Regions from separate parts of the Mus musculus genome. Here all the other regions are linked to region 1. The links are chromatin contacts, called in public Hi-C, HiChIP or PLAC-seq and promoter capture Hi-C maps. All regions are on one chromosome and are shown on one strand. The core of a region is the stretch at or near the end of the contact, and the rest is flanking DNA. Distances in the headings are between cores, read along the strand shown.

Region 1 (2,700 bases), core at 169-2,668:
GTAGGTTCCCCTCCTGTTTGCCTGCACCCTGCACAGATGCTGATAGGTCAAGAAGCCAGTCTACCCTGATTGTGATTGGAGACCTGCCCTCACCTCCGAGGCCCGGGATTCTAGCAGCATTGGCTTCAGTTGGCCAGGTCTAGGGCTCTCTCACTGATCCTGCACCTGTCTGCCTGCCTCCGGAGGGTCTCCGGGCCTGGCCAGTGTTGTTAAGAAACAGACTTCCAGGGCAACCACCTCTGAGGCCCTGTGGACTCCAGCTCTTAAAGACAGCACCAATAGCCTACTAAGCCTGTGTGTGAGGCACACTGTGCGGGTGTTTTCAACCGGAACTCCATCGGGTGTTGTGTGCAGTGAGTGTTGTGAAATATAACTCTGCAAGACAGTATTCTTGGTGGCCCGAGGCAAGGTGCACCCCTGAGAAATTACACTGTGCAACAGTTCTGGTATAAAGGGGGTTTACTGGGAGAAGAGGACTAGAGGCTGGCAAGTGGCTATGTAGACAGACAGATGGGAATGAAGCCAGGGGAGGGGGGAAGGGGGCCAAAGGACTGGAGTGGGGTGGGGGTCTTTTTATCTGTGGCACATACCTGTCGTACGTGGGGGGCGGGGCAGGTGATGCCTTAAGCAATTGCTAGGTCCCTGAGGGCAGGTCAGCAGAGTCTCCTGTGAGCGAAGTCTAGAAAGGATTTCACTGTAGAAAAAAGAGGGACAGTAACACTTGAACTGCATTCCAGTTGTACCTGTCCAGTTGTTTCCAAGTCATAAACTACCACAGTCTTTTGCTTCCACCAGAGTTCAGCATATAGTAGATATTCAATAAATGTCTAGGGAACACCGGTCTAGCAGATAGCCTTGCAAGGGGAACTCAGCTGCTGCCTGCCAAGATGCTACCGCTTCCCAAGGAACCCTCTCTAGCCAATGACCATAACAGCAAGTACCACTATTGAGCACCTACTATGCGAGGAATCCCGTGCCTATCGTAGTAAGGCTGTAATACCTGCTTTACAGAAAAGAAACAGACTCGGAAAGACGGACCGTCACACAAAAAAGCTACACCCAGCATCCCAGCCACTAAGGATACTGTCTTGGAAACCAGGTGACTCTAAACCAGGTTCTTGGTTCCTTTAACTTGGGCACCCCTCCAGCAAGCATTCCCGAGTCTCTTTGGATTCCTCCATTAGCCACACTCACTTTATCCCCTCTCCCCATGCTCACAAGAGCCCTGGTGCAGAGATGACTCCATACCCCGACGCAGTTCCGCATGCAGCCACCGGGTGGCGAGATGTTCTCAGCCTGACCTTGCAATACGGCCATGTGTCACCAGATGGTGCCCGAGGACGCGGCTCTGTGGGCAGGGCCCGGACAAGGTGGAGCCCTGTCGGCTTACTGGTCCCAGTCCCATCCTCGCTACTCCAGCACACGTGACCTCCGCCGCCGCTGCTAACCTGCACCATGGCTCAGCCCGTCCCTCGGCTATCTATCCCAGCCGCACTGGCCCTGGGCTCGGCCGCGCTGGGCGCCGCCTTCGCTACTGGTCTCTTGCTGGGTGAGCTGGGCTGGGCTGCTGCAGTCCGGGGAATGGGAGGAGGGCGCGGAGAAGAGCCGGAGAACCCGGTCAGAAATGCAGGCCCTGACTCGGCACCCTCTCCCCGGCAGGGAAACGGTGGCCTCCATGGGGGTCCAGGCGGCAAGAGCGCCTGCTGCCACCTGAGGACAATCCCCTGTGGCAGTATCTGCTGAGCCGCTCCATGAGAGAGCACCCGGCGCTGCGGAGCCTGCGACTGGTCAGTAGGACTGGGACCGAGAACCGGCTCCCCACTTCCAGCGTGGTGGACCTCACGTGGCTGTGTGACCTTGAGCTAGGCAGAAACCCTCTCTGGGCTTCCGGGTTCCCTGAGACCTGTCCCCTCTAGGCCACACCCGCCACCGAGCCCCTGAATGATTCAAAACCTCAGGGGGGAGGTGGGGGGGGTGACTGGTATGAATGGCACCTCCCTCTCCCCACACAGCTGACCCTGGAGCAGCCGCAGGGGGATTCCATGATGACCTGTGAACAGGCCCAGCTTCTGGCCAACCTGGCGCGGCTCATTAAGGCCAAGAAAGCTCTGGATCTGGGTAGGAACACGCAGCCATGGTCTCTGGAAACCAGGGTCACAGGGCAGCCCTGCACCCTGAACTGAGCTTGACAGTGTCCCCTTCCACAGGTACTTTCACGGGCTACTCGGCCCTGGCCCTAGCCTTGGCGCTTCCGGAGGCTGGCCGCGTGGTGACCTGCGAGGTTGACGCAGAGCCCCCGAAGCTGGGACGGCCCATGTGGAAGCAGGTGAGAGCCCCACACCTGCGGCCGTTCGGGCTCCGGCTCGGGGGCGTGCCGGCCTGACCGGCCTCCTTCCGCAGGCAGAAGTGGAGCAGAAGATCGACCTTCGGCTGCAGCCCGCCCTGCAGACATTGGGTGAGCACCAGTGCGGGAGGGACCCAGACAGCACTGTCCAACCCCGGGGAACAAAACTGGCGACCCTGAGCAGCCCGCTGAGACCCTAGCTCAGCCAGCGGCACATGCCCTCTGTCCCTGTTAAGATGAGCTCCTAGCGGCGGGCGAGGCCGGAACCTTCGACATAGCCGTGGTGGACGCGGACAAAGAGAACTGTACCGCCTACTACGAGCGCTGTCTGCAGCTCCTACGTCCCGGAGGCGTGC
Region 2 (2,700 bases), core at 187-2,686, 930 kb before region 1:
GAATGGCCAACCATATTCCACAGACAGAATGAAATCATTCACTTAATCCCCGAACTCGTATCTAATGGATGTGAGTACATCTTGTGTTTTGTCCTAGGCACTAGAGGTTTGTGAGCAAAATAGGCAGAAATACTACCAGCCTTGCAACTAGTACAGAATTGGGAAAATACAGAAATCAAAAACACCTCCTTCACTATCCTACTAAAATCAGTTACAGACTCAATGTGGAGCCCAGTAAAATGTGCTAGCTCTTGTATAGGTTTTCTGTACACACTGCCATGGCTTCTGTGTCTTAAAAGAGCACAGACTTACTGTTTGAATGTTAGCCATTTGTAAACAGGTCCTGGTAGGTGAAATCAAGCTGCTTCTTTTGGATGCTGTGAGGAGTAGAAATGCTTGGAGTTGCCCCTGCCCTGTCTCTCCTGCATTTCTTTCTTTCCATCATCAAAGTGCACTCCCATCTCAGCCCTCTTCATCGCATCACCTCCTGTCCCTGTGACTTTCTCTGAGTCCCTCTACCCAGTGACTGTGTTTATACCAGGCCCATGTGAACAGCCAGAGCTCTTCGAGCTTTGACTGATGGCCTAGAGGCACAATGCTTTCTTGCTCGTTTCACCATTCCATGGTGAAAGACAACAAAACATTCGAGAATCAAAGATCACAAGAATGTTCAAGGTCTGGGTTTCCAAGAGTAAGTAAGATGATGTACTGGAAATGTGTACTGCTATTATTATACCGTTGTTACAATTATCCAGTGATACAATTATCATAGTTGAGCCCACGTCTTCGACTATACAAACCATTGCAATGTCCAGAACTCTCTTCCCACTACTTAAATTACAATCTACTTTGTAAGTCCCTGCCTTGTTCATTCTCTCTGCCTCCTCAGCTAGGAGTGATGCTGTTTTCTTCCCTTCCAACCTCCAGTAATGTAAGCACCAACCATTTAAGACTATGTTATTATCATTGTCATTATTATTATTAGCCACACACACACACACCCATGTATTGTGAGGAAGGCAGAGATGTTTGTCCTATTGCTTACTTAGCACAGAGATGAGGCCACAGTAGATCATTTTTTTTAGATCACTAAGTGACTAAGTGGACTGGTTCCAGAGTTTAGTCCTCAGGGGTCTGCATGAAAAGCACAGTTCCAATGTCACATTCAAGGGGAGCCAGCTGTGAGCTTCCTCATTCCCCTACTACACTGCACTCTGACTTCCAAAATGAAAGCAATCCCCATCTTTCCCAGACATCATGTACAAGATGATGCCCTCCCAACCAGGATGAGGACGGCTTCTGGCCTCCATCTGTGTGCCAAGTAGCACAAGTGTCTGCTATACACCCTGAGGAAGGCAAACAGGACACAGAATAGAACAAAGAGCTCACACCAGTCAAAGCCAGTTTGAGCCAGTCCGCACTGCTCTGAGAACTCCACCCCCCCTCCCTCCCAGCTGGCAAGAGGACAAGAAGAAGATCACTGACTTCAATCTTTGGCCTCCTAACCACGAAAGGACTTGTGAAGGTGAACGGTTTGCAGACGAAGGGGGATATAAAAGAGACAAAACCAGGATAAAAATTAAATAAAAAGTAGCTGTCTTAAACTGTAATTGCAGTCCTCTGCTGAGCACGCTTGCAGATATATAAATGTGATTTACCATCAGCTTGCAACTACAAATCAGGTCTTGAGAAACACTTGTGCTATGAAATTGTTTAATCTCATCAAGCTCTGCTTTCACAGCAAGCCATAAATCACGGAGTCTTTGTTATCATAGACCTCCACCAGCGCCTCTCTGGCAGGCCATGGATCGTGGGTATATATAATCTTGACTGCACAAACACTGGGGTCGACGCAGGCTGAAATACTTTCATAATAGCCACTGTGCAGCTGCTGGAACACAAGCCCATGATGGATATCTCATTTCCTACAGTCGGCATCTATTTCGAGCAAATTATTACCACATAAATTTCTTGTCAACAGAAACGGCCAATTAATTAAGTTAAAAATTTACTTGTGATCACATCTACAAACCAAATAGAACGGCAAGGCAATTTTCCAGTTACTGAATATACTGCAGGTCAGTTTAATGAATAATTTTTAACTTTGTCATAAACTCAAAGACAGGCTAATATCTCCAGAAAACTGAATGGAGACCAGCTGCCGACAGATTTACACAAAATATATTTATGGGGAATTTGATTGCTGACATCTGGGGACAGAAATAAACTTTCTATAATTACAGAGACATCTTTGCCATATATATGGATTTCTTTCACCCAAAAATGCAAATATGTCCTCAGGAAGGGTATATTTATATGTTCAGGCAGGGCTACAATGGGGTTCGATGGCTTTTGGAGAAATCATTGCATTAAATTTCTTTGCTAGTGATGGGTTCAGTATCATAGGGAGAGACAAAATCATGGGCAAAGACCTGTTTATCACTGACCCACACCTGTCCCAACCCCAAATCAGCTCTCTCTCTCTCTCTCTCTCTCTCTCTCTCTCTCTCTCTCCCCCTCTCTCTCTCTCTCTCTCTCTCTCTCCTTCTCTCTCTCCCTCTCTCTCTCTCTCTCCCTCTCTTCCCCCTCTCTCCCCCCTCTCCCTCCCTCTCTCTCTGAGGTGGTACACCACTTGGCACATGTCCAGCAGTGTAAGCAGCACTCAGAGGCTTTGTCAGGTAAGGCAGACGGACATAGCTT
Region 3 (2,700 bases), core at 36-2,535, 760 kb after region 1:
AAAATGGTCTAAGTGACTGATTGTGTGGGAGTGCCCAGCTCACTGTGGGCAGTGCCACCAGGGCTGGTAGCCCTGGGTGCTATAAGAAAGCACCTGAGCAAGCCACGAGGAGCAAGTCAGTAAGCTGTACCCCTCCATAGCATCTCATTAGTTCCTACACCAAGTTCCTTCAATGAGGGACTGTGATCAGGACATGTAAGACGAAATAAACCCTTTCCTCCCCAAGTTATTTGTGGTTGTAGTATTTTATCACAGTGACAGAAACCCCAAGACAAACATTAATCCAAATAACATCTTAAGGAATAAAAACGCTATTCTAGTTACAAAAAAGAATGGTAAATGCCAAGGTTGAGTTTAGGGGACAGCATGGACAAAAAAGGACAGCACAGTAATGATTCTTTGTAGTGAACTGAGTATAGTACCAACTGTGGGGACAGACAAACCTGGACATGAGAAAACTTTATGTTATCACTACCAGCTAAATGTAAAAGAAAAAAAGCAAAGACAAAAGGTGGTAAAAATCCTATAGTCAAATTTGGAGTACTCTACTAACATTGATTTCCTGGATTTGCAAAACAGCATGGTTATGCAAAATGCATCATTGGCAACAACCGAGTGACTCATGTTCTGGGTCACTCTTTTCTTTTGCAATTTCTTAAAAGCCATAAAACATTTAAAAAGATAAAATTCCATTGCATAGGAGAGATAGCTTAGCAGTTACAACTCTTCTGCCAGTGCACCAGGGTTCAACTCCCAGCTCCACATGGCGGCTCACAACCATGAGTAACTCATAAATGTGGTGCACAGATATACATGCAAGCAAAACATCGATACATATAAAATAAATAAAAAAATTTAAAGTTTTACTATGTATATCATAACATTTACAGGAAGATGAATATAGCTGGAAACTATATTATGCAAAGTAACTGAGATTCAAAAAGAAAATACTGCATGTTTTCCCCTCTCATAGAGACTGTAGAATTTCATTTTTATATGTGTATGTATTGTAGTGGCATAAGTCATAAAACTAAAAGAGGGACCATAAAAGAGGAAAGAGGTTGAAAGGGCAGTGTAAGGGGAAATGAAGAGAACAGGACTCTTGAGACATGAAAATGTCCTGGATAGAGACGGTGGTCAACAGGAGGCAGGGATGGGGCCAGGTAGACATGGTGGAGAAAAACTGTGGTGGTTTGAAATGTCCCACCTAGGCTCCAGTATTTGAAGCTGTGGTTTCTAATCAATAGTGCTGTTTGAGGAAGTTATGCAATCTTCAAGAGGCAGCAGCTTGAGGAAGAAGTCCACCACTGGGGCAGGCAGTGCGGATTTATAGCCTTACCCTACTTCAGTTCCCTAGAGGGAATTGCTGAATTGAGAATCCCTGATGTGATTTCTCAGCTTCCTGCTCTGGCAGCCTGCAGCCATGCCTCCCCAACAGTATGTACGCTCCCTCTGGAGTTGTAAGCCAGAATAAACTCTTTGTCCCATAAGTTGTTTGTGGCCATGATGTTTTAGATGAGCAACAGAAAAATAACTAATGTAATCACCAACAAAAGCAAAGTATGTAGGGAGATGCCATTTTCATAAAAACCAAGTCTCAGCTCAAGGAGGAGAAGAGATGGTGTTAATCAGATAGGATGAGAAAGACCACTGACTCGAATTGTCATGGCCAAATTAATTACAGCACACTTTTTTATTTGTGTACATGAGCTGCCTCCCCCTAAGGTGGGGTGCAAGAGAGCAGCATTGGATGTGAGGAAGACAAGGTTTTTATACAGCTCAGGGTTAGGGGGTTTTATTAGGGGTTTGGTGGGCAAAATAGGCAGAGTTACAGGAGCAGAACATAAGTTAGTTCTTCCTGAAGCAAAGACTTGGTTGCAAGGTGAACATAACAAGGTAGTCATTGGTGGCCACATAACCCTATGAAACAAAGTTAAGTTTCAAAAGCAAGATGTGTAAACAACTTTTTAAAATAAAGGCATGGGGGCTGGTGAGATGGCTCAGCAGTTAAGAGCACTGACTGCTCTTCCAAAGGTCCCAGAGTTCAAACCCAGCAACCACATGGTGGCTCACAACCATCCATAACAAGATCTGACGCCCTCTTCTGGTGTGTCCGAAGACAACTACAGTGTACTTACATATAAAAAATAAATAAATCTTAAAATAAATAAATAAAAATAAAATAAAATAAAGGCAGGATTGCAATTCCTGGAACAGGCAGTTCAGAACATTTTGTAGTTAAGGCTACAGGGTGGGACATAACACAGTTCTCGAGAAACAGAGATTCAATCATAAACAGAAATGAACCTAGTTTGGCTTTACTATAAGATCATTTTTAAGCCTAAAATTGAGGTAGACTGGTTCTTCAAAAGTTTATTCTGGAGCCAAATTGGAGAGAGCATATCGGGAACATGGATTTAGGCTCCACCAAGTTCCATGTTCCAACATGGAAGCGAATGTCCGGACGTTTTTATAGTAATGGAACAAAGGCCACAAATCAAAAAAATCACTTTTGGGGGAGAGAGAGAGAGACTGTAGATAGGAGAAGATTAAGACAGGGTTTCTCTGTAGCTCTGGCTGACCTAGAACTCACTATGTAAACCAGACTGGGCTCAAACACAGAGATGTTCTCTGCCTCTACCTCTGGAGTGCTGGGATTAAAGGTGTATACCACCATGCCTAGCAATGATAGTTATTTTT
Region 4 (2,700 bases), core at 74-2,573, 740 kb before region 1:
TCTCTGCCAGATGAAGAAGGAGAAAACAAGAAATATCTGGAGTGAGGCAGGATGCAGTGGAGAAATCCTGAACATAGAACAGGAGCAGACAGAATCAGCGGTCAAAGAAAGGCTTTTATGGGGTGAGGAAACACACAGAAGGCAGGCACATGAAGAAAGAGATGCCCTGCTTTGCAGAGGCAACGGGGAAAGCTAAACTCAGATCTCCTCCAGGACTGAAGCGTTAAGGGTCTGTGAGAGGAGTCTTTCTTCCCCAAGTTTAGAGTTCCTTAGTTTGAACAAAGGCAAGGAGGCAAATAGGTCAGTATCTTTGGGGTAAACAGGTCCTGGCGTGGCCTTGAACTTGTCCATAGGCTGAGTTCCCTGGTGGTGAGATTTAAAAAAAAAAAAAATCTTTCTTTTAAGCTCCTAGGCTTTTCTCTCAGGTCAGGAGTATAAGGAAGAAATCAGCCATCTTGGAATTTCACCACCTTATTATCTAGTCATGTCTCTCTCTCTCTCTCTCTCTCTCTCTCTCTCTCTCTCTCTCTCTCTCTCTCTCTCTCTCCTTTCTCCTTTCTCTGCCTATCAGCAAATCAGTCTATCTCTTAGTCTCTCTCTCTCTCTTAAAAAAAAAAAAAAACTGCCAGAAGAAAAAAAAAAAAATAGGAAGGGGGTGGAGAGATGACTCAGCGTTTAAGAGCACTGACTGTTCTTCCAGAGGTCCTGAGTTCAATTCCCAGCAACAACATGTTGGCTCACAATCATCTGTAATGGGATCTGATGCCCTCTTCTGGTGTGTCTGAAGACAGTTACAGTATACTCATAAAAATAAATAAGTAAATAAATCTTTAAGAAAGAGAGAGAGAGAGAGAGAGAGAGAGAGAGAGAAACTATTCTGAGCACCCAGGTTTCCACCCCTGACTTTCTATATGCATTTTGTATGGTATCAAAATCTGCAAGAGGCCCAAGTTCATATTCATGCAACAGCAGTGCCTTATCCACACAGCGAAATGCAAATGAGTTCAGACCCCGCTCACTTCTCAGCCATGAGCAAACACAAATGGCTAAGGGAATCCAGGCATGGTTATACTCCTACAACAACAGGCCCCGGGCTCTGCTCAACCACTCAGTAGTACGCCCATGTTCACAGAGAAATTTAATGAGCCTGTATTACTGTGGGGATGGATGCCAAGAAAGTCCAACTATGTACACAAAGGTAAATGAGGAAGCCAAAGGGTTAGGCACTGGGAAAAGGGTAGGAAAGATGGAACAGAGAGAACAATATACACAAACCTAGTCATTTCCCATTCCAGGTCTGGTGGTTAGTCACACATGAACTAAGCCTGAGCTGAAAACTTTGAAGTCAACATCTCCCATGGAAACAAAACAGCAGACACACTTGTTTTGATGTATGGCTGGGTGACATAAATATTACATCACATGACCACAGAGGATGCCAATCAATAGGAATTTTTTTTTTCAACAGCACTAAATGAACCACAGGTTCCTGCTTCTGAATGCTATTGCTTAAATGATTAATAGATGAAGCATTGTTCAAAACCACACTTAAAGTGAAAAACAGTAAACTGTAGAAGTATCATTCATTGCTTAAGTCATTTGCTAGCAAAAATGCCGTACAAATTTACATAGAGCTTCCACTATGATGATTTCCGTGACAGCCAGAGAGAAGGTAGACCTCACACTTTGTGGATGAAGGGGCAGGAAAATAGTTTACCCAACGTGGGATAGGCCATTGTTCTGCTTTGTTTAAACACATATGCCACAGGAACTCTGGATTCAAAAGCCATATTGTGAAACCCTAAAACTTCTCAGGGGTAAATGAATCACCAACCAGGATGAAGAAATCAAGCCTGCGGAAAGACCACAGAGCTGAGCTATGCCATGGCCACATCTCACTCTTCCAAATACAGGGAAGAGTGCTTTTCAAGTCAACAATTAAAATAAAATGAATAAAAAATTTAAGCACATTAGAGAACCAGTCCAGCATTTCACAAGATGATGTAGTGAATTTGTAACGGAGTAGGAACACATTTAAGACCTCTATTGTTCCTGGTGGCTGCCTTTTCTCCAAGTGTGAGCATCTACCAGTCACTGTGTGGATAACTTATAGGTTTTCAAAGGCAATTGTGGCTAGATGTGATTTGGGCTGTGTGCAGGCTCTTGATTCCTGTCCCTCAAGGCAGTATTGTCATAAATACACAAACAAACAGCCTTCTCAGCCCCATCTCTCACATCCTGCCAGCAACACAGACCTGAGACGGGGAGGACATGCTTGGGGGACTGCCAAGGTGGATACACGAGGATTGCTCTTAGAGAAACAAACTTACTGCAAAAACACTGACCCACAACTCAGACTTGGATTGAGTCTGGATGATAGTTGCTACTGGCTTACTGGATCGGATACCTACGAAGGGAGAGTAATCCCAAACACCCCAGCATAGTCACGTAGCCACATTCCCATGACTGAGGTTTGCATTCAGCTTCAAGAGACAAGGACTCTGCTTTTGCTCAGTGGTAATCCTTCTCTCCATGTACACATGTCTATAGCAGTGAGAGGAACACAAATGATGGAATGTATAACATGGGGTCACATAGTAAAACGTGGTCTGCTGCCAAAAGAATCATAGCGGCTGAGCTGACTCCAAGTTGTCTCAGGACCACTGATCTAGACAGCCATCCCTGTTTTAAGTCGTCCTA
Region 5 (2,700 bases), core at 113-2,612, 780 kb after region 1:
AAAAGTACAAAATATCTGAAACAAACTTAAACTCATCAAAATTTATTCTCTTACCTGGGACATTTTAACGAGAAAGCACAAGCAACATTGGCTTTTCCAAGTTATCAATTAGAATATACAAGCTGCTCAAAACTCAAACTCAGTGAGTTAAGCCATTGGTGAAACATACCATTAAGTGTATGCCACAGAGAATATTTATCTGAGATGATTCAGCAGATAAAGGCATGTGCAGAGCATCATAACTGGGTTCAATCCCCAGGACCCAGAAGGCAGGAGAACCAATTTCTAGCAAGTTGTCCTTTGGCCTCAGCAAACATGAAATGTGGCACAGAGCGGTACACATATTTAAATGTAAAACAAAAACAAACCAGTAAAATAGTTTAAGCTTCATGTGTAAAAGAAAACTGGAAAGTCAAAAGTTTAAAGCTGATTACAAATCACACTCTTTAAATAGTGTGTGTACCTACTGCATATAGAAGTCACTTTAAGAGCTTCTAATTTGTAGCTTTGTACTGTAATATACATAGCAAAGAAGGATGAGTCAGAGGCCCTGAGTGTGAGATGGGCTCTATGAACTTTTTTTGTTTGTTTGGTTGGTTGGTTGGTTTTGGGGTTTTTTTTTGGGGGGGGGGTGCTCCAGACAGTTTCTCTGTGTAGCCTTGGCTGTCCTGGAACTCACTCTGTAGACCAGGCTTGCATGGAGGAATGCCTGACGTTTGGATTTATTCCTCAACTAAGAGCAGCTTAGATGATGTCAGAAGCAACAATAAGAAAATGTAAACAGAAAGTCATTATCATTTTCTTTAAACATGTTATTTTCATCTATAACAAAATCCAAAGAAAACCAATGCCTCATTTGTTTCAGAGTATATTACAATGGGAAGTTAAAAGTTGTGGGACCAAATCTCACCTCTGATATTTAGTAACTATTAAACTGCCATTTTCCCTAGAGAAATAAATTAACCTCTTTGGACTTCAATTCTCACAACAGTGTGAAACAAATACCAGACTCCATCTTTGTAAGTACCTCACCAAGCACTGACAATCTGGAGTCTAAAACATGTCTGGTGAGTTTCCAATAAACCTATAAGCAACTCTGAATCACCATTTCCAAGCTTATCTGGCTCATCCTAAGGACTGTGATTGCTTTCACAACCAACGCCAAGGTTTGCAGGAAATACCAGCTGTAGGCGGGAACACTTACAACTGCTCTAGGAATCTGCACTCAGCCCTCTCCCTACCCTACCCTTCTCCAAATCCCATGCCCTCCAGTCTTTCCAAGCAGTCCTAGAGGAATAAGTGTGAAAGAATCTGTATTAATCTAATTTAAAGAAGCAACATAATGCCCAAAGAGAGGCATGTAACTTCTTCCCAGCACTTGGGAGGCAGTGTTAAAAAGGCTCTAAATTCAAGGCCAGCCTGGTCTCCTAAGAACTTACAGGCAAGCCAGAGAAACACAGTAAGGACTCTTATCTGAAGGAGAATGTTTAAAAAGGCAAGATAACGGCAAACAAGGAAACAGTTAAACACGCCCACATCCGACTTGATATTTATAAGATGCCGTCAAGTCTTCTCCAGAATGCAGGCAAGCTTCACAAAGAACTATAGTCAAAGGGGTCAGATGTGTGTGAAGGGACGTGGCACCGTCAGGGAAAGGAATGATGGTGCACAGCTCCTTGTCTGTGAGCACAGAAATCTACTTCTCTACAAAGCATCCTTCAGCTAGGGTGGGTGGTGGTATACCCCAACATGCAGCACCTGAGAGGCTGAGCAAGGAGTATCCATGCAAATTCAAAGCCAACCTGGGCCACACTAGGAGCTCAAAACTACCCTCAGCCACCTGGAAAGACCCTGTCTCAAGTAAACAAACAAACAAAAAACAGATGGAGCCCAATCCCAGGACCCATACAATAGGAGAGAACTGATTCCCACAAGTTATCCTTGGACCTCCACAGGCATGCTATGGTGTGCGTACACACACATACAATATCAATCTCTCTCTCCCATTCTCTCTCTCTCTCTCTCGCTCTCGCTCTCTCATTTAATTGGAAAGAGAAAAGAAATCCTTAGGATATTCAAGCATAGGAATGAACTCATCCAAAGTCAATTCATTGTATCATCTAGAAAACCTATTCCCCTATCCACCCATTAAAAAAAAAAAGACAAATCCTTTCCTTTGTGTTACTTAAAATACTATTTAATTCTAAACATTTAGTACTTACTGGATGTAATAACAAACCTGTGCTTTAATAGCAGCTCAAATCTAAACAGTCCAATTATTTTATTTATATATATATACATATACATATATATATATATATATATATATATATATATATATATATATTTACAAGAGGGTTAAGTAACAGACAAGTCCAAGTGGAGTTTGTTAATGTATGCTTTAATGGGCCTTCACATGCTATCCCAAACCTAAAATACACTAACCAGTTCATTGTGAGTGTGTCAAAACAGAGACTTAGTCACAAGTAGAAGGCTGCCTTACCTTTATGACATAACAGCTTAAACTTCAACTATACTAAGAACTAAAATTGGTAAGATCTCAGCTGTGCTGAGGAAAAACAATCTTGAAAACTGTTTTAAAAGGACTTAAGACTTCTTTAATCATGGCTCTAGGCCAAGAATGTGTTCAAATCTCTAATGTGGTTAACTTCAAAGACAGCACACGAGCACTGTTTATTT
Region 6 (2,700 bases), core at 160-2,659, 920 kb after region 1:
CACCATTTACACAGCTTGGTTCGGAAAGCAGTATGAACTTTTTCCTGAGTTGTTCTTCACAGGGAACAGCAGTCTGAGTCACACCCAGCCTGGAGCAAGTGTGACATTAGCCAGGGTACAGTTACGAGACTAGTCTCTCTATCTCTTTTCCCATTTCAGAAGTGGGCTACAAAGATCGATAAATAGCTAGGGGCAGGCAGAAAAGTGTGGACTGGCAAAGAACGCCCTAGCCTTCCCCTCAGGCAGGGGCTGCAGATCCCAGATTCCACAGGCCTCTCACAGCAGCTCCATCTTGCTTCCTGCCAGAAGGAGGGGCAGAGGAGGAGGCCCCCCAAATCTGGAAAGGCCCCAGTGAAAGAAAGCCATTTGACAGCAGTAAAGATGGATAGACAGCTTCATGGAAGGAATAAAATGACGGCCATGGGGTCAGGCAGAGGGCAAGCAGGGCTCCTGGTTATGAATTACTGTCTAAAGGTGCTAAGAGTCCCCGGAGGTGTGAGCAAAATGCCCCGAAGGAAAGGAGGCGGCGACAGAGAGAGGAAGAAGCCAAGCAGTTGGGTAGAAGCGACAGACACCAGGATCCCAGGGGAGGGTTGGGCAGGTGGGTCTCAGGGGACAGAAGTATTAGAAAGGCGAGCAGCCCGGTGCAAATAAGAATCCTTGGAAGTTAGGGCAGGGAGACCATAAGAGAAACCACCCACAGGTTGGAGAGGAGAGGCCTAAAAAGGAGCTAAGAGCAAGGTACTCAACGCAAGTGACGCGAGCCTGCCCAGGGGAGGGACCGTGAGACAACCTAACGACCATTTCTTGGGCGCCTACTACGGGCACACACACCCTAGGCACTTCACAACTAAAAGCTCGCTGACTCTTCACAGCACAGCCCCAAGGCAGGATTTCTCACACAAGTGTCCCATTTTATAGATGAGGAAACTGAGGTCCCCGACAGGCTCAGTGGCTTGCTCAAGGTCACAGCCCAGAGAAATCGGCATTCGAAACCACGGCACCTGCCCTGGAGTCCACCCGACGCTCCAAGCGCCTGCGAATGCAAGCAGCGAGGCGGACCGGGACCCTGGGGACTTCTCCCGCCCGCGCTCCCGTCCCAGGCCCGGCGCGCTCACCCGGACGAGGTTGCTGACGGCCGCCTGCACGGCGGCTACGGGCGCGGTGAGGTCAGGAATGGCTTTGCCGTCCACCTCGCCCTCCTCGTGCATAATCACCAGGTGCGAGATCTGCTGCGCCACCGGCTCCAGGATGCTCTCGATCGTACGCGTGTGAAACACCGGCATCGCGGCGGCTAGCGGGGCGGCGTACCGCGGGCAACAGAAAACTGGGATCCGTAGGGCCGGGAGCCGGCGGCGAGTGACTGACTCGGAGCGGCGACTAGAGTCCGGGCTTCCCTCGGCGTAACTAGCCCCACAGGCGCCCCGCCCTCTCACGTCGCCGCGCCCAATGGTAACGCAACTCAGAGCCGGACTGTGGCTCCTATTGGTCTTACTTCGATAAGCTCCGCCCCCAAGGCAGAGCCGCTAAGGTCCCGCCCCGCCCCCATTCCCAAGGGAGGGGCCTGGGATTGGGGCTGCGCCGCAGGGATTGCGACCGGATTCCCGAACCCTCTCGCGGGGCGCTCCTTATAAGGGCATAGTGGGAGCGGAGCGAGCGACTGCACTGGACTGGCCCCGCCCCCAGGAGCCGCCTCCCGCCTCAGAGTGGCGGAGCTCCGCCCCTCCGCAGGATCACCTCAGTAGGGCGGGATATCCTCACCTCAGGCAGCGCCAGAGAGAGGGGACCTCGGCTTCCCCCGGTCTCCCCGCAGGGTGCTCCCCTTTACCGTCACCGGACGCAGTCAGAACACTGTTCCGTCACCTCCCAGTAATTCACGAGGAAGTAAAAAGATCCAGACAACAAAAACACACCGAGAAACATGAGTACCCATTGATTTGTACTATCTGCCCTCGGATAGTCACAGTTAAGTTTGGTGTGGCACTTTCTAGACCTCCGTGTACACGTTCACTTGCAAATACGTGTTTTCTAAATAAATAGGAACGTTTCCGTAGAACTAGAGACTTAATGAAATTTACCTGCTAATCTTTCGCTTTTGGTGAGTAGAAGTCTGTCTGCCACCTTCTGTTTTAGCGACTGGTATCCCATTTTTGCAAATCTACTTAGGTCTGGTTCCGTTGCTAAAATGTTTGCCTAGAATGTAAGAAGCCCTAGGTTTGATTCCCAGCACTACGCAAAATCAGCCTTGATAGAGTGGGCCCGTATACCAGCAGCACTAGGGAAGTGGATCAGGGGTTCAAGGTCATACTCCACTACAAAGAAAGTTTGAGGCCATCCTGGAGGGGTAGTCCTTTTGTGGTTGTGATGAGCATCTATTTGTAGTTACAACAGCACTCCAGAGGCAGGGTTAGGAGGATCATTTGAGGAAGGAGTTCCAAGCCAGTCTGAGCAACATGACAAGACCCCCATCTCAAAAAAAAAAAAAAAGTGAAATGAAAATTCAAAAGTGGATACTTTTTAACAAGTCTGTAAGTAGGGCCAAATTGCCCAATCCCCTCACCACATTTAAGACATCTGCATGTTTTCCTAACCTCAAGTTCTCTTGCCCAAGCTTCCTCATTCTGAGAGGAAACACATTCATTAATGCCTTCAAATGAAAGATCCTCAAGTCAAAGAAAAATGTTTCTCAGGATGTCACAT
Region 7 (2,700 bases), core at 37-2,536, 690 kb after region 1:
CTGCCCCCCCCCGGCCCCCATGACTCTGGGGCCAGGAGCAGAGTAACTCATTTAACAGGTGAGCATGTCAATTTTTGACAGACATCTTTTATTACCTTCATTATTAGTCTCTAAAACACTCCCAATGTTTACATTAAAAAGCAGTTAAGAATACTAGAATGAGATCGTTCTCGAGCAGGCCTTATAAGCACTATGCAGCTTCCATGCCCTACTGTATTCAACTGAATGTCAAGTTATCCATTAAAACAGCAAATGAGATGGGGTTTCTACGGACTGGAGTCACAAAACAGAAGAAAGCTGCAGAGAAAATCGTCACTCTAGTATACTGGCTCAAGGAAACTAACATTTTGGAGTTTTCCAGTAAATTTTAATTTAAATTCAGTAAAAAAAAAATTTTTTTTTAAATTTTTGTTTGGTTGTTTTGTGTTTTTTGAGACAGAAGCCATCTATATAGTTCCAGTTGGCCTGTAACTCACAGAGATCCACCTGCCTCTGCCTCATGAATGCTAGGATTAAAGGCATGGGCCACAATGCCTGGCTTTAGTTGATTCTTAATTAGTAAATTTCTTACTGGTGTGACATGAAGCAACTTCTACTTAAAATGAAGGATACCATGATTATAACCTATAATACATCTCCAATTATTCTCTATGGGGAAATAAGAATTATGAACAGGAAAGCACAGAGAGCCAGGCCATACAAGTTTACTTCCATCTGAGGGCAAGTGCTTTCCATTGTCAATGAAACTAAAGTCGCTGTACTATACGGAAGCAGGGAAGAAAAGTTCTGGTGTGCAAAGAAGGGAGATGTGGGCACACTCAACATCCGTCTGAAGAGAGACGACCTCACGTTGTATAAACTATCTCAGTATAGGAGCAGATATCAGTAATTTGAAAACAATTCAGGAAGTTTAAGCCTCTGAGGAGGGGTAAGACAATTAAAATCTTCACGGGGAACTCAAAGACATTAGTTTCCATGAGAAAGCACTCTTAACTGCCAAGCAGAATTTTCAATTTTCTTTCCTCTTTCTCATCTAAACAAATAATAAATGTAAAACAGCAGTAATTCCGAACAGGTTATACTTATTAAGACCAAATGTTAATAGAATAACACGGGGGAGGGAATCCATAAGCAAATTTTAAGATTCAAAGCTTTGAAATCTTTTACCACAAATGTTCAAGTGAGGTTAAAAAAAAAAAAATCACTGCAATGTCAGTCTGATAAAAGCCAAAGAGCATTCCCACATGTGCTTATATTTAAGGATATTTGAAAAAGATGGAAAAAGTAACAGTCGTTCAAAGTTAAAGTTAGGCTGTTAGTTCATGCGGACTGTAATTAGAGGCATTTCTCTACCTTCTCATGTTATTTTCTTTGATAAAAAGTTGGTTTTAAGCACGTGCTGCTTAGATAAGCCGTTACTCTACTCAAGTGTAAAGTTTTTTAAGGTTTAATTACTCCCATTTATAACTCTGGAGATGGAGGGATTTTTAGCATGTTAGATAATCAAATATACTGTGGAAAAGTACTAAGTATAGATGATTAAAATGATTACTCCTAAATTTACATAAATGACACGTGCATTAGGTTTGAACCTATCATAAAAACATATAACTAAATTCCACTAAACACATTTACAATTTTCGTTAAACAATAAATTGTTTGACATTTACTTTTTAAGCCATGCAAGTAAAAGGAAAAGACTGTAGGAAAGTGATCCTCAGAATGACATGTGGCGACTCCGGGTAAGCACACACGACATCCTATCCATGGGCACCCCCAAAACACAAATTACACGCTCTTCTTGGCTTGCTTTATTGGTTTCCTTTCTCCTCTTGTCTTTATCAAAGCCTGTGATTTAAGTGGGCCAGGGTTTCTCCGATCAGAGACGAGTTCTAGAAATACATGCACTGGATATGGAAAACGGTTGAGGAGCTAATCCTGTTTCTCTGTCAAACTCTAAAAACAAATCACTCATCAGAAACACTCAGGCAGACATCTAAATCCCCATCAAAACACATCATACTGAACTTCCGATTCCAAGTAACTAATAATGTGTCACAGCCAACATTCCTGCTGACAACAACTAGAGAAGCCACATAAATATGAAGTCATATAAATAATAGCACCAAAGAGGTATTAGTATAGCTCTACAGAAGTTAGTACGACTGCAGGAACAGGCAGCGCTCTTTCACACCTGCACTCATCAGTAGCTGGTAACTGGAAGCTGGAAAGAAGTGACCTGACATTTACCAAACCTCACATAGCCGTGTCCAGCAACACATCTCTTGAATTCCGAAAATGAATGGCAAGCTAAGGAGGCTAAAAAAATTAACCTCAAAAACAAATGGTTGTCTTGGGTGGTACCTCACAAAAAAACAAAACAAGCAAACAAACAAGCAAGCAAGCAAGCAAGCATGCAAACAAGCAAGGAAAGGGGATGCAAACCACAATGGGCAAGAAGAGGAAAGCAGCCAGAGAGGACGCCCGAACCATAAGTGACTGTGGACCCTTCAGTCTGCGCCTCCTGCAATACTGTTCTCCCTTTTCTCTATGAGGTTGGTGGAAGGGGGCAGGGTTGAAGATTTGACCATCTCAATAAATCAAAGATTAAACTAGGTCACCATTTCTCTCTGGGGGAAGGGGACAACATATATCAACATGGGTTACATCTAGACAATGAAAATACATCTGAGACTTAGT

The links. Promoter capture Hi-C pulls out the DNA fragments that hold promoters and counts their contacts. A called contact is a pair of places that touch in the nucleus more often than the background predicts. HiChIP or PLAC-seq counts read pairs in DNA pulled down with a chosen protein or histone mark.
Region 2: a promoter capture Hi-C map of the HPC-7 cell line shows a contact between it and region 1, with 16 times the contacts expected there. The contact joins the enhancer-like site here to the promoter of Comtd1 in region 1. A contact is called at or near these places in 7 of 39 promoter capture datasets (the 3T3-L1 cell line, 3T3-L1-derived adipocytes, the C10 cell line and 4 more), 1 of 484 Hi-C or Micro-C datasets (nephron progenitors), 2 of 115 datasets of contacts at active chromatin or transcription factors (acute myeloid leukemia and astrocytes) and 3 of 9 other capture datasets (adipose tissue, embryonic stem cells and embryonic trunk).
Region 3: an H3K27ac HiChIP or PLAC-seq map of trophoblast stem cells shows a contact between it and region 1, with 6 times the contacts expected there. The contact joins the enhancer-like site here to the promoter of Comtd1 in region 1. A contact is called at or near these places in 7 of 39 promoter capture datasets (cranial neural crest, embryonic stem cells, pre-B cells and 1 more), 1 of 15 datasets of contacts at CTCF or cohesin (embryonic stem cells), 4 of 484 Hi-C or Micro-C datasets (the G1E-ER4 cell line, bone marrow-derived macrophages and embryonic stem cells), 12 of 115 datasets of contacts at active chromatin or transcription factors (astrocytes, bone marrow-derived macrophages, embryonic basal ganglia and 7 more) and 2 of 9 other capture datasets (embryonic stem cells and liver).
Region 4: a Hi-C map of uterus shows a contact between it and region 1, with 3 times the contacts expected there. The contact joins the enhancer-like site here to the promoter of Comtd1 in region 1. A contact is called at or near these places in 6 of 39 promoter capture datasets (the 3T3-L1 cell line, the HPC-7 cell line, hippocampal neurons and 1 more), 4 of 484 Hi-C or Micro-C datasets (embryonic limb bud, nephron progenitors and uterus), 3 of 115 datasets of contacts at active chromatin or transcription factors (astrocytes, embryonic forebrain and embryonic stem cells) and 3 of 9 other capture datasets (adipose tissue, embryonic stem cells and embryonic trunk).
Region 5: a promoter capture Hi-C map of the 3T3-L1 cell line shows a contact between it and region 1, with 4 times the contacts expected there. The contact joins the enhancer-like site here to the promoter of Comtd1 in region 1. A contact is called at or near these places in 7 of 39 promoter capture datasets (the 3T3-L1 cell line, the SN4741 cell line, cranial neural crest and 4 more), 1 of 15 datasets of contacts at CTCF or cohesin (embryonic stem cells), 5 of 484 Hi-C or Micro-C datasets (the Ba/F3 cell line, the G1E-ER4 cell line, embryonic stem cells and 1 more), 10 of 115 datasets of contacts at active chromatin or transcription factors (astrocytes, craniofacial prominence, embryonic forebrain and 5 more) and 3 of 9 other capture datasets (embryonic stem cells, embryonic trunk and liver).
Region 6: a contact with region 1 is called in a promoter capture Hi-C map of pre-B cells, with 8 times the contacts expected there. The contact joins the promoter of Vcl here to the promoter of Comtd1 in region 1. A contact is called at or near these places in 2 of 39 promoter capture datasets (hippocampal neurons and pre-B cells), 1 of 484 Hi-C or Micro-C datasets (embryonic stem cells), 2 of 115 datasets of contacts at active chromatin or transcription factors (astrocytes and pancreatic cancer cells) and 1 of 9 other capture datasets (adipose tissue).
Region 7: a contact with region 1 is called in a promoter capture Hi-C map of pre-B cells. The contact joins the enhancer-like site here to the promoter of Comtd1 in region 1. A contact is called at or near these places in 7 of 39 promoter capture datasets (the C10 cell line, HPC-7-derived erythroid cells, cranial neural crest and 4 more) and 4 of 115 datasets of contacts at active chromatin or transcription factors (T-cell acute lymphoblastic leukemia, acute myeloid leukemia, bone marrow-derived macrophages and 1 more).

What each region holds. Positions count from the first base shown.
Region 1 is chr14:21,847,628-21,850,327 of GRCm38.p6, reverse strand. Comtd1 (catechol-O-methyltransferase domain containing 1) reads left to right here and starts at 1,418. Exons shown (of 7, transcript NM_026965.2): 1 at 1,418-1,549; 2 at 1,660-1,787; 3 at 2,013-2,118; 4 at 2,208-2,326; 5 at 2,401-2,455; 6 at 2,581-2,700. The coding sequence starts at 1,456. It overlaps A430057M04Rik (RIKEN cDNA A430057M04 gene), which reads right to left. Exons shown (of 3, transcript NM_176925.3): 1 at 1,249-2,700; 2 at 591-694. The coding sequence starts at 1,457.
Region 2 is chr14:22,782,562-22,785,261 of GRCm38.p6, reverse strand. All of the region lies in intron 5 of Lrmda (leucine rich melanocyte differentiation associated), which reads right to left. The region is part of intron 1 of Gm30926 (a long non-coding RNA gene); the gene reads left to right. Among named protein-coding and RNA genes, the nearest start is that of Gm30926, 17 kb to the left of the region's middle. Within about 2 kb of position 1,436, at least 60 of the 459 cell types and tissues checked have an H3K27ac peak or open chromatin away from gene starts, as enhancers often do. A contact at or near this core is called in the HPC-7 cell line, adipose tissue, liver and 1 more, where this site is marked.
Region 3 is chr14:21,089,171-21,091,870 of GRCm38.p6, reverse strand. The region is part of intron 1 of Adk (adenosine kinase); the gene reads right to left. Among named protein-coding and RNA genes, the nearest start is that of Adk, 38 kb to the right of the region's middle. Within about 2 kb of position 1,285, at least 60 of the 459 cell types and tissues checked have an H3K27ac peak or open chromatin away from gene starts, as enhancers often do. A contact at or near this core is called in the G1E-ER4 cell line, bone marrow-derived macrophages and trophoblast stem cells, where this site is marked.
Region 4 is chr14:22,586,539-22,589,238 of GRCm38.p6, reverse strand. All of the region lies in intron 4 of Lrmda (leucine rich melanocyte differentiation associated), which reads right to left. Among named protein-coding and RNA genes, the nearest start is that of 4930405A10Rik, 45 kb to the right of the region's middle. Within about 2 kb of position 1,323, at least 56 of the 459 cell types and tissues checked have an H3K27ac peak or open chromatin away from gene starts, as enhancers often do. A contact at or near this core is called in uterus, where this site is marked.
Region 5 is chr14:21,064,478-21,067,177 of GRCm38.p6, reverse strand. The region is part of intron 1 of Adk (adenosine kinase); the gene reads right to left. Among named protein-coding and RNA genes, the nearest start is that of Adk, 13 kb to the right of the region's middle. Within about 2 kb of position 1,362, at least 52 of the 459 cell types and tissues checked have an H3K27ac peak or open chromatin away from gene starts, as enhancers often do. A contact at or near this core is called in the G1E-ER4 cell line and hippocampal neurons, where this site is marked.
Region 6 is chr14:20,928,107-20,930,806 of GRCm38.p6, reverse strand. Vcl (vinculin) reads right to left here and starts at 1,409. Exons shown (of 21, transcript NM_009502.5): 1 at 1,119-1,409. The coding sequence starts at 1,286.
Region 7 is chr14:21,160,432-21,163,131 of GRCm38.p6, reverse strand. All of the region lies in intron 3 of Adk (adenosine kinase), which reads right to left. Among named protein-coding and RNA genes, the nearest start is that of Adk, 110 kb to the right of the region's middle. Within about 2 kb of position 1,286, at least 4 of the 459 cell types and tissues checked have an H3K27ac peak or open chromatin away from gene starts, as enhancers often do.